Linked DNA regions of Gossypium hirsutum: region 1 is linked to region 2. Evidence: chromatin contacts called from public Hi-C data. All regions are on one chromosome and are shown on one strand. Each heading gives the region's core, a stretch centred on a gene start, on an enhancer-like site or on the middle of the called end of the contact. The rest is flanking DNA. Distances are from core to core; before and after follow the strand shown. Region 1 has its middle 100 kb from the start of LOC107948535. Region 2 holds the start of LOC107922024 (protein NAP1).

Region 1 (2,943 bases), core at 425-2,924, 200 kb after region 2:
AAAATTTAAAAAAAAAAACTTGAAGCAACATGAAATAAAAAAATACAAATGTGAATAGGAAAGAAATTGAACTTGAGACTCAATGATGTATTTACAACTATCTAACCATCTAACTAAAGAACTAACATATTAAAAAAATTAATTAAAATTTGAAAAAGCCTGAAGTAACATGAAATAAAAAATACAAATGTGAGTAGGAGAGAAATCGAACCCGAGACTCAAGAATAAAAGAATTAACATTTAACCATCTAGCCAAAGTTGAAAATGCATCCAATTGAAAGCATTTTCCTGTCATCTCCATTGAAAACGCATTCAGCTAGACACATTTTTCCTTTCTCTCTCCAAAATCGGCCTAATCCAATAAATTTCGCAAAAATCAGCCTAATCCGATAATTATGATTAAAAATCAGCGTTTTTGGGTAATTCACCCCAAGTAATACATGTAGGAAATACATTCAGACACATAAGTACTCAATCGAACACCAAACAATCAATGAAGAATGCACAAGAACACTTCTTATAATACTGGCAATACTCTGATATGTGTTATAATCGACTTAATCAATGACCAACCATCACACCAAATAACACAAAGCACAACAATAACATACTCATGGATGCACAAGATAATTTGCACCATACAGTAAACAATAGTGGACCCATATACTCTATGGCATGCCTACTATGTCCAAAAGGTTACAATATATTTGACTGATAAACCACACATTTAAATTAACATTAATATAAGACAGTTGAAATTAGAGATCACAAATCGAATTTTTTAAGTATCGTTACTTAGAAACGTTCAATCCTCGACAATATTCATTTCCGACACTTCGCCTACTTTTTAAGGAAAAAAATATACGGATTTATTAAAACAAAATCTAAGTTATCATGAAAATTAGTTTAATTTTAATCTTAAACAAATGTTAGTCTTATTACAACTTTTAATCCAACAAAAATTAAACGCGAATGATCCTAAATTAATTCAATGCATTTTATTCATTTATACTTGAATTAATTAAGATTCAACTATCGATATAACTTCTAATTAATATACACTATTTATAACTTAAGTCTAAATTAACTTGAATCTAATGTAATTAATATTAACCAAAATATATCGACTAAAAGTAATCTAATCTACAAGTTTTATCGATCTTAAACTAAACAAATTTTATAGTATTCCAAAATTAATCTCAAACTAATCCTAAACCAAGTGGGGAGCAATTGGTTGTAACACGAAACCAAATCAATCTCAAGGGCAACATGGAACGAGATTATAACAACAAATAAAAGCAACTACAATCCTCAATTGAAATAAATAAGATAGAAAGGCCAATCCAAAATCTAACTACCAATAATTGGAAGCAAGCGGTGACAGCAAATAGTTGTAGATTTCTAAAGCAAACTGTGGAGCAAATTGCAACATATGGAATGACACTTCACAACAATTTGAATGGTAATGAAGCAGAAATAATCGGTTAACAATAGGACAGTAAAGCGCCACTAAATTAAGACCGATTGGTGGGGAGATTTAAGCCAAATAGCAGCAGATTTTTGAACATGTTCAATTGGCAATTGGAGGCTGATTTGACAACAAAGTGCAGCAATTTTGGAACATCAAATGGTGGCCAATAGCAGCTTGATTTAGAAGTGAGGCAGTACCTAGTTCAGCAGCAAAATAGCGGCCTAGATTGAATGGCAGTTGATCAGCATAATAAATCAAAGCAGGGGCCGAAATAAGAAGAAACAAAACTAGAACCTGGCAGTTGAAGCTATTGGAGCATAAACAATCAGCAACAAACCTAGATAAACTTGAAGCTTGAATCAGCCAATTGAAACTCTATAATTTGGAGCAGTTGGTGCAAAAACGAAAGAGTAATTTGGCAGCAGGCATTCGGCAAAATTGGCAAGAAACTGGACTGCCAAGGGAAGATAAAGGAGAAAATTTGTGGTTAAGGACTCCTATTCTAATCTACTTCTAATTATTAAAATAAAACCAAATTATCCCAATAAAATAAAATTCCTAATATAATTAAACTAAATAATAATAATGCACAACACACTGCACTGACATATTGAAATTGAAAAAAAATGGATTTAATTCCAAGATTAATCCCCCACTAATTGTTGAAAGTTCAATTTAATCCTTAAAACAAAATCAAATTTTAGTTTAGTTTAGTTTAGTCTCGTCAAATAAATTTATGACCCGTAAAAAATATTAAAAATATAAATTTTATCATTTCATCTGAAAATTTTGAAGTAATTTATTATATTCAAATTTTTTATTGAACTAATCTCGTTTCAATATGAAATTCAATTTCAAAATTTTCGAGGTGTTGTATATTAAAATATTAATAAAATTTTTATATATAATCAATTATATATTTTTTTATTACAATACACTAAATTACACATAACTATTGATTCTATAACGTGTATTAGTATATTATGCAAGACTAGATTGTGCATACTATAATCTATCATATATATTATTTATAATTAATAAAATTTATATAATTATATCAACTTCATAAAGAGTTTTTTATATTAACATTATGAGCATTATTAACAAGTTTAACTGAATTTAGGTCAAAGTTGTAATACTATTATATAACAATATATTAATAGATGTGTATATATATATATATAATTGGGATTTTTTGCAGCCTGTCAATACCTCAAATGTTTCTTCACCTTCGTATTCATGTGTACCATGTCCCAATTCCACATAATGTTCAACTTCCACTTAGTTGGCTATGTCTTACTTAAGTCCACTAAGGAACATCGCCTTGGTGGCCTCAAGGTCTTCCACAATATTGAATCAAATCATGACTATCTCCATCTCTTTATAATAGTCCTCCATGGATTAAAACCTTGTGTTAGCCTTTATAGAACATACTACGTTGCAAGCTCATAAAACTAACTTATACATTTGAC
Region 2 (2,762 bases), core at 101-2,600:
TGTTATCCAACCTATATAGCTGCTAAGATGCCTGCAAGGAATTATGTAACTTAAATCATGCTGTGATGCGTACAGCACACATCAAAGACACTAAATCCTAGAATTTAAAGCCTTAAACTAGGAAGCAAATGAAATTTTGATAGGCCTTAAATCCCCTTTTGATAATTTATACTTTTGCAGGGCAATTAACCTCACCTGAACCCATGGTTCCAAACTCTGCAAATGAACTTCTGCATTACCACTCAAAGAATCCAGAGCAGCCTTATCAACCTGCACCGATTTTTATCAAAGACAATAGAACAATCAGATACTCACGAGTAGAAGAAGGCCTACAGCAACATGAAAAAATTCAGATCTCACACGCTCAAGTTGCAGTTTGCTGAAGTGCTCAGGGAACTTTTTTGAGAGAAATATACAAATCCTTGGATGGTTAGGAAAAACACTCGCTTTCCAAAATGCTTCCGAAAATGCATGGCCTATAGGTTCTGGGTAGTCCAGGATTTGGTTCAATCTATACATTTTGGCCATAAGGCCATCTGCAACTTCAACCAGTTGCGCTACCCACTGCATGTTCAAGCCCTTGTGCGATCCCACGCCCAAACTCTGGACCTGACCATCAGAATTCATGTACCTAGAGCTTCTAGATGAGAAAGGAGAAGTCGTGTCAAGACCCAAATACTCAGTCCACCTTGATGGACCCTCCCATTCCCTCGATCTCCCAGCCCTAGGAGATACGGATGAATCTTGAGAAGAATAGTGTTGCCGCGATTTCGCCATGGATGAACCAATTCACTTAAAGTTTCTGCAAATGGAAGTTCGATTAGGACCATAATTATATAGTCCCACAAACTGCATTGTAAAAAGTTTCTTTTCTCTTACTTTTTCCCCCTTTTTTTTTCAGTTCAGTCAATTCCAAGACGAAGAATCCAATGAATTAATTCAGTCAATAACTCGGAAAAGAAAAACGAACTAGTAGTACTTGCAAATATTCAAAATAACAACAAAATAATGTTAGCTTCGTGGAGCATTCCAGTGTTAAAAAAAATTAAGTAAAATATCCAACAATCAAAAGCCAAAAAAGAAAAGAAAAAATATTTCGATATTCCAAAATTAGACACTTAAAACATTAAAAAAAGGTGAGGAAGTTGAAAGGATTTTACCGGTGCTCAGCTTCACCACATTTTGTGAAGAAGCAGACAGAGACAGAAAAACAAGAAACTAGTATTTGTCGTTGAGAATGCCAAAAAAAAAAAAAAAGTTCGGTTGTCTTTCTTCGTCGTTTAGAGCATCAACTCCAGATCTGAAAGAAAATAAAGCGGAATCGTCAAGGCCAAACCAAGTGAGGGTTTATTTATAAATAAAATAAAAATTATTATCTGGATAATTTCACAATTTTTCAATTTTTTTTCTTCTGCTGTTTTTATTTATTTAATAATAATGTGAAAATAGCGCGTACATGGGAATAGTTGGAAGGACGAAATTTTCCGTTATTGGTGACGTGGCGGTCTTCTGTTTGCCCTTGCCCGGATACATATCTTCAGTACTAAACTAAATTAATGTAATAAAATTAACTGCTTTTATCGTATTCATATTCTGTACTTGTCCATCGCCATTTTATCCTAATTATCCATTCCGTACATGGAGAAAATACGTTTTAAGTGTATTTTTTTAATTTAGAATTTAGATGCAAATGATGGATTTGGGATTAAATTTTGGGAGCTTAGTAAAATATTTAAAAATTTTAAGAGTTTAATGAAGATTTAAAAAAAATTAGGGTTTAAATCAAATTTTATGAGATTAATGAAAATTTTTAAAATTTTTAATAAAATTTATTAAAAACTCAAAATAAAAATTAAAAGATGTAACTAGAATTTTCAAAAATTTGAGGGGTATAATTAATTTTTTTTATTGCAAGAGAAATGAAAATTTCTAAAATTTTTCGAGACATCTAATTAAAATTTTATAAAAAAATCAAAGAAGAAATTAAACCTTTTTCAAAATTTTGGGAATGCCAAAGCCCCCTAGGGATCGATCTTTGCTTAGACTATTTATCTTTTATTTTTAAGATTTTAGGTTGAGTTTAGTTTCATTTTACTTTTTTAGATAATAAAAGATATTAATGAAAAGGCATTGATTAAAATTTTCGAAAATATTTAAAAAAAATTAAAATATCAAAAAATTAGAAAGCAATAAAAAATTAATAATATTTTTGTAAAATTAAAAAAATGAAAACAATTTTTTTAACTTTAAATTTAATTAATTCTTATTTTCTCAACAATTTTTAAATATCAAAATATCTTATCCTAGTTCGAATCCATATAAACCTTGTAACTTTTAATTTTCTTTATCATGTTTCTATTATAAGAAAATAGTGTATCAAATTTCAAAATTTTTATTATTGAAAATGAATTTTTATTTTACCAAATGTGTTTTTAAATTTTTAAAAAATATAAAATGAAAACAAATTTAAAAAAAATTAGAAAATGATAACAAAAAAATACATGTCATTTAACATTTCAAACATAAATATCTAATCATTATATCTCAATTAGATATAAGTCATAGCATATCACAAATGTAACAGCCCGATTTTAGGCCTAGTCGGAACAGTGGTTTCGGGACCACAAATTCGACGAGAGAAAATATAATTATTATTATATTTTTATGGTCTACAATTTCAATGAAAAATTTCGTGAAAATTTCGTTCGAAAATTTCAACGTTTGGGCACTCAATTTAGCCAAAAGAACTAAATTGTAAAAAG

Evidence for each region. Hi-C and Micro-C count contacts between places; a contact is called where the count stands out from the background.
Region 1: a Hi-C map of hypocotyl shows a contact between it and region 2, with 2.2 times the contacts expected there. The contact joins the enhancer-like site here to the promoter of LOC107922024 in region 2. A contact is called at or near these places in 3 of 34 Hi-C or Micro-C datasets (callus, hypocotyl and petal).

The regions. Positions count from the first base shown.
Region 1 is chrD01:39,874,542-39,877,484 of Gossypium_hirsutum_v2.1, forward strand. No RefSeq gene overlaps it. Among protein-coding and RNA genes, the nearest start is that of LOC107948535, 100 kb to the right of the region's middle. Within about 2 kb of position 1,675, at least 3 of the 9 cell types and tissues checked have an H3K27ac peak or open chromatin away from gene starts, as enhancers often do.
Region 2 is chrD01:39,676,864-39,679,625 of Gossypium_hirsutum_v2.1, forward strand. LOC107922024 (protein NAP1) reads right to left here and starts at 1,351. Exons shown (of 24, transcript XM_016851848.2): 1 at 1,161-1,351; 2 at 361-802; 3 at 196-270. The coding sequence starts at 777.